Regions from separate parts of the Danio rerio genome. Here region 2 is linked to region 1. A link is a contact called in public Hi-C data. All regions are on one chromosome and are shown on one strand. Each heading gives the region's core, a stretch centred on a gene start, on an enhancer-like site or on the middle of the called end of the contact. The rest is flanking DNA. Distances are from core to core; before and after follow the strand shown.

Region 1 (3,513 bases), core at 447-2,946:
CTCTTCAAAATCTTCCTTTGGTTTTGTTTTACAGACGGTGCTTAGATTAAGGCTTCATTTACACAGCAATGATGTAGTCAAAAACGTAAAAAATAAATGTTTTCCCTTGCGTTTTAATGTTTAATGTTTTCAAAATGATCTGCAAAAATGGCCAAAATCTCTGCATTGCGTATGCCAGGCCAGCTTTTTCTGCTGTCATCTTCTTTCTAAGGTAGGAAGTGACGATGTGCCATTGGTGTCTCAGGGCTTGTGTGTAAGATCCATAGCTCCACTGTAAATCCACTTTTCTGATTAAGCATTAGCATACCTGCCAACCCTCCTGTTTTCCCGGGATCTTCCCATATTTTACAATTCTATCAAACTATCATCCAGTCAAAGTATTTTAACATATTTTTAATCTTTTTATGAAGCATTAAAGGGCCGATCCTCCCTATAGGCAACCCATTCCGTCGAACCACTAGGGGACGCCCCTTGCTCTTAAATGTGAATCTGTTCTGTGCTTTCATTTTGTTCAGGCATGGAAACACCTTAAAATAAATATGAAAATGGCGGGATTCCCTTCCTTTTCTTCTCAGGCGCAGTTGCCCCTTCTATACAATCTTCAAAGCAGTCAGTTCATGTAGTGGTGCGTGACTGTCAGACATGCTCCATAGTGATAAATAGACGTGGTTTCCCAAACGAATTCTGTATATGCAATTAAAAATGAAGCGAAAGCGACACTGGGATTTGGCTATGTGTTTGAACAAACATATAACACTAATAATGATAATAATAATATTGAAACATATCGATCTCATTGGGTTTTTCTTTTAAACAGAACAAATTTTGTCTGAAATGAGCATAAAAAGTTAGGAAAGCAATCAAATGCTTTCAAAGATCTGTTCATTTTTTAAAGTTATCCCTTATTTTCACATCCCAATGTTGACAGATATGAGCATTAGCAAACATTTGAGCAACAACACTACCACATACAGTACTATGCCATTGTTGTGTGTTTGTTCACACTTGCCTTGAATCAACATTGAACATCTTCCTAAACATGTACATTCCAAACATTTTCGAGTGTTTACATGGACTTGACGATGGCGGCATTTTTAAAAACTTCCACTTTGTAAACAGTTTTCAGATTTATGCATCATCCAGCCTTAAAATGCCTTTGTCTTCTAAACTTTTGGGTTGAAAACATCATGGTAAATGGCCTCAAATCAAGCATTAGCCCATAGTTCAATTAGAACATTTGAGTACTTTTTAGAAAAATAAAAATCATTACTAGCAATTATCTTTAAACAATACAACAAGGCACTGATGTATTTTAAGATCAGCCAATGCAACTTCTTCTAAGTTGAAACCACTGAGACTTCAATTTAATCTCAGACTATAGGCTCATGTCTCGTCTGTGAATCCAGGAGTTAGTGTTTCCCAACTCTTTTCCAAAGCTTTTGTTCTTTCGCTCCTAATGGCGACTGATGCAGTTCCTTAGACAGGAAAATCAAAGATTGCTCAATCAAGCTATACACAGTCCTGCCAGAAATCACCAGTATAGACTAATCAGGTCGCAGACAAGAAGATCATAATGCACCCAAAAACACACACTTGTGAATTCACACTCATTTATCACTTACACTCCGCCAGACCGCCCCATTAGGACTCAGTGCCAGCTCGTCCTCTGTTGTGGTCAATGCTTCTTTTATTACTCGTCCTCCTTGCCTGCTCTGTTTATGGCGTAATGTTGTTTTATTTGGTTTGAGCTGTTCACAGGATGTTACTGCATCTCTGTTTAAACGGCTGGAATGCAGGAAGGTGATTAAGCCGTCGCTGAAAGAACCACTCAGTCATACAACCCACAGAGCCAACAAAGACAATAGACTCACCAAAAACGCACCTCATTTAGATGAAGAATTGCTGTTTTCAGGAACAAAAACACAATTATTGTGCATTGTACATTTGATAAGGTCTTTAGAGTTTAGCTTAAGGGTTATTAGGTTGTAATAAATACGCTAATGTGAAAAAGGACTGTGGTGGTATTGTTGCTGATGTAGTGTACATTTAAAAATAAATAAATAAATAAATAAATATATATATATATATATATATATATATATATATATATATATATATATATATATATATATATATATATATATATATATATATATATATATTTATTTATTTATATTTATATAATATTTTAGGGAAATTCTAGAAAAAAATGTTTTATTATATATTTTATTACCATTGCTTTTTAAAGCATGCTATTTTCTGTATATTTAGCTGTATTTATGCGTCAAACACAAAAAGTGTTAAGCATGAAAACAGTGTTATACAGATCTAGATAGTGTTTTTATTTGTATGTGTCCATGAAAACCAGTGTTGGGGAAAGTTACTTTTGAAAGTAATGCATCACAATATTGAGTAACTGCTCCAAAAAGTAACTTACTTTAACTAGTAACATTTTAGGATAAGTAATCCATTACGTTACTTTTGAGTTACTTTTTCTGATGCTTGATCTGTTTCATAACTTGCTGGATTTGTTTCTTTTTTTCCTTTTTTCTTTTTTTAAATTAAGGAGCTCTGCAATTAACAACGCATTGTATATCCTACACCTTTAGTTACCTTAAAAAGCTCATATCAAAAAATAATGATGTAGGATAATCTTATCTTCTGAGAACTTCCTGACCCTCAAGTTATATGCCATACATACAGATTAACAAAAGTGTAAAGCAATGCATTTACTACTTTTTTGATTTATTAGTGATGTAAAATCACTCTCCATTGAGACAATCCCCTTTTCCATTTCTTTGATCCGTTCAGAATAATGAGAAAACATCCATTGCAGAAATGTAAGCAAAAACTATGTTGCTTTCTTTTGGTTTTTGTCTGTTTCACCATTTTCTCATTGTGTGCAGTATTCAATATGTCTGTTTTCACTTTAATTCAGCTTTTTTTGTTTGTTTGTTTGTTTAAAAAAAAAAAGCTAACTAATTAAACTAAAAAGTAACTCACTTTTGGCGATTTCCACCTACCTAACTTTAAATAGCACCAGTTCTTGATCCTAGTAAGCTTTAATACACTTTGAGCTTTACTGTGGTAGAAAGTTTAATGCTAAAAAATATGAAAACGTTATGAAGTCATAAGAAAAAAAAATTGTACTGTGTTCAATATTTGTTTTCTCATATACAAACACAATTCAATTCAATTTTTGGTTTATTTCTGTAGCGCTTTTACAATGTAGATTATGTCAAATCAGCTTAACATAGAAGATTATAGTAGATTGAAGCGGTGTCAGTCCAGTTTTCGGAGTTTAAGTTCAGTTCAGTGTGGTTTAATTTTCACTGTTTAAAGTGCAAATCCATCCAAGCGTGAACCTCAAGTCCTGAACCAAGCAAGCCAGAGGCGACAGCGCCAAGGAACAAACTTCACCAAATGACGAAAGTGAAGAAAAAAAAAACATGTCGTCTCTGGCCAAACTTCTTGTGCAGAGCTGCAGTCTAGGTGCCGGAGACTGGAAAACTC
Region 2 (3,513 bases), core at 392-2,891, 130 kb after region 1:
TAATGCAATTCATAACCATAAATAAACAGGGTAAAAAACACAGAACCCTTCAATTAACACATGAAGAGGTTAGGATGCAAAAATCTTTTAAGTGCCATCTGAAACTTCCATTGAATTTTTTTTTTCTCAGCCTCCTTAGTGTATTTTGAGTTATTTCACTTTAAATACCATGGAAAAAGCTTATGCTTCACCATAAAAGTGATATTACTGAACATACACACATGATAGCTGTTTTAGTATTAAGTTATGATTGAATTGCCTCTCGTTATAGTTATGAAATAATAACAAGCAAGAAATGTTCATGAGCCACTAAAATGACCACATTGAAATGGTCTATAAATACCTAAAAAGTACAACTGTGTACCTCATAGTATCCTAAAGGTATAAAAAGTGTACCCTAAAGGTACTATTGTGCAGCTGTGAAGTACAAAAGTGTACTATTTGGAAAGATACCACCCAGAAACAGCCTTTGTACCTTATTTAGCAAGCCAAAAAGGTCTAATATAATGGTGCAAATTCATATTTAAACAAGAGCTAAGCAATATGGCATAAATGCAGTCTCAATAATTATGTTCCATATTGAACGATAACGACATATATTTCAATATAACATGTCAATGCTTCCAGATTTAAAAGAGTCCCCCAACAATGACTGGAGCCACAAAATATGGAGGGTCTAATAAATGGCATAAAATTTTCGGCTCTTAGATCAATACAGAGTAAAAAAGTTTAGAGTTTATCATCTTTATTGACATCAATTTTAACATGATTCAATATAAAATTGTTTATCAGCCCAGCCCTAATTTAAAATTTGCAAGCACATTTTGTCCATCCAGCAATAAATGTGATCATAGACTGGTCTCTGATAAAAGAAGCACCTATATGGCTTGTGGACAAATTAGTTGACTATTGGCCACCAAAAAAGTCTCTAAAACTACAATCCAGTGTCACCTACATCAACACAAACTGTCTGGAAATGGGTTCAAAAAGAAAAAATAACTCTTCTCTAATCGAAAAACATTGCTGTTAATACTTTGAGCAAAAAAATGAAAGTTAACTGTAAACAAATGCTGGTTTCCACATGATACATTCATGATGTCCCAACACAAATCTGCTAAGTTGATTGGTTTTGACAAATTGAAGTGGACTGAATATAAAACATTTAAATTGTCCCAAAAAAGTTTTGTTGTTTCTGCTCATTCTAAATACGTAATATGAACAATTATTTTTGAGTGTTTTGAAGTGCTCTCATCCTTCACCAATGCATCCAGTATTATTGTAGAGCACTCTATATAACATGTGCTGTGCCCATGCGCTGGGGACTGACCCCAAACCTGTCCCGTCCAGGCTCTCTGTGCATCCTCACCCACCCCCCGACTTTTACACGGGAAACCTGGGAGACACATGGTCTCTCCAGCAGCTCCAGGCCCCGTGAACTGCTGCGTCCTTCTATTTATTAGGGAATAAAGTAGCTCTAACAGCCCCTGCGCTTTTATAGCAGGATCCCCCGCTGCTTCTCCACACTACACCGAGTCCTATCAGACTTCTTACTGGGAACAAATTGACGGAGAGGAAGGAGGGAAGAGCGAGTGAGAGGGGGCCGTTTGCGTCACGGAGGAGAGAGAGTGACTGATGTGTGGCCAGTTTGGCCTGTGTCTGGTTTCCTGAGCCGGCAGTGCAGAAAGCCATATGGGAGAAAGAGAGAGAGAGAGGGAGAGAGAGAGAGACATGCGTTCACTTTCACAACCAGAGCAGTGTGCATGAGTCATCTTCTTCCAGCTTTACAGAGGCTAATGAAATAGAGACTACAGACTTATATTTACCGGGAACAGTAGCTGAAGCTGCATCTGAAGCAGCTTAAATGACTTGAAAAGGTGCATTTTTAGAGGAAGATTATAAATCGCTTAAATAATGTTGTGAAGTTCATTCATTCATTCTTTTTCCTTTGGTTTAGTCTCTATTTTGCCACAGCGGAGTAACTGGCCAACAATTCCAGCACATGTTTTACGCAGCTGATGCCCTTCCAGCTGCAACCCAGTATTGGGAAACATCCATACACACTCATTTACACACTATGGACAATTTAGTTTATTCAATTCACCTAAAGCGCATGTTTTTGGACTGTGGGGTAAACCGGAGCATCCAGAGGAAACCCACGCCAATACAGAGAGAACATGCAAACTTCACACAGAAATGCCAAATGGCCCAGTCGGGACTTGAACCAGCGACCGTCTTGCTGTGAGGCGACAGTCACCGTGACGCCATTATGAAGTTGATGGTTTAAATTTAGAGACTAAGATTAATCCATTTAATTAAGGTAGTTTAATATAATTTAATTAATGCATAGAATAAATGTTTTGGTTTCATTACTTCATGTTAGTTAATGTGTTTACTAACATGAACTAATAATGAACAGTAATTATACAGCATTTATTAATCATAGTTCAACATTTACTAATGGGTTATTAAAAGCCCCAATTCATTATTGTCACCATTAAAACATGTATGTATTAGTTTTTTGCATTAATGTTATTATTTATTAATTTTTTTATTATTTAATTATTAGTAATGAACACATGAACTAATGTTAACTAATACCACCTTATCGTAAAGTGTTACCAAGATTATAAAATACTTTATACTCCAATAATCTTGTTTTATTTACATAATTTTGGGAAGAAAACAAATAATAAAAAAATATTTGGGGGCTGCATGGTGACACAGTGGGTAGCACTTTCACCTCAAGGCAAGTAGGTTGCTGGTTCCAGTCCCGGCTGAGACAGTTGTTGTTTCTGTGTGGAGTTTGCATGTTCTCCCCGTGAGTTTCTTCCGGGTGCTCCGGTTTCCCCCACAATCCAAAGACATGTGCTATAGGTGAATTGGGTAAGCAAAATTGTCCATAGTGTATGTGTGTGAATGAGTGTGCTTGGGTGTTTCCCAGTGATGGGTTGCAGCTGGAAGAACACCCGCTGTGTAAAACATATGCTGGATAAGTTAGCGGTTCATTCCACTGTGGCCAACCCTGATGAACAAAGGGAATAAGCCGAAAAGAAAACGAATGAATGAATATTGCTTTTTTACTTTACACTAGACTGATCTTTTATTAGGGCATCTGTACTTTTACTCGAGTGCTTGATCTACATACTTTGTCACCGCTGGAATTCCCAGCACTTATAATAACCAAAGTGTTCACAAGTCTGTAAAAAGCCGCTGCTTCCCTGTTGAGTCACACGTACAGTAAATCCTCACGCAGGACGGCATGTGGTTCGGGTGCGGATGGGGGCTCCACAAGCACTGGAGGTGGGGTTAACCGGTCCAGCTGTGTTTCCCAATGTGCATTTCTGCAGCTGCCGGGAGATCAATGCTGAAGCGAGCCTGACAGATCTGTGTGCTGAGGTGTCTGAGCGAGCAGCCTGCTGTATATCATTAAAACTGCAGCGTCTCTCCATAACACGCTCTGTGACTAACCCAGATAGCAGGCAGACTCCCAAATCAAAGACATGTGGGCTGCAC

The links. A called contact is a pair of places that touch in the nucleus more often than the background predicts.
Region 2: a contact with region 1 is called in a Hi-C map of embryo, with 2.1 times the contacts expected there. The contact joins two enhancer-like sites. A contact is called at or near these places in 1 of 18 Hi-C or Micro-C datasets (embryo) and 2 of 4 datasets of contacts at active chromatin or transcription factors (embryo and gastrula embryo).

Annotation. Positions count from the first base shown.
Region 1 is chr4:8,994,640-8,998,152 of GRCz12tu, forward strand. All of the region lies in intron 20 of erc1b (ELKS/RAB6-interacting/CAST family member 1b), which reads left to right. Among named protein-coding and RNA genes, the nearest start is that of wnt5b, 35 kb to the right of the region's middle. Within about 2 kb of position 1,697, at least 7 of the 62 cell types and tissues checked have an H3K27ac peak or open chromatin away from gene starts, as enhancers often do.
Region 2 is chr4:9,128,905-9,132,417 of GRCz12tu, forward strand. All of the region lies in intron 3 of wnt5b (wingless-type MMTV integration site family, member 5b), which reads left to right. Among named protein-coding and RNA genes, the nearest start is that of fbxl14b, 20 kb to the left of the region's middle. Within about 2 kb of position 1,642, at least 39 of the 62 cell types and tissues checked have an H3K27ac peak or open chromatin away from gene starts, as enhancers often do.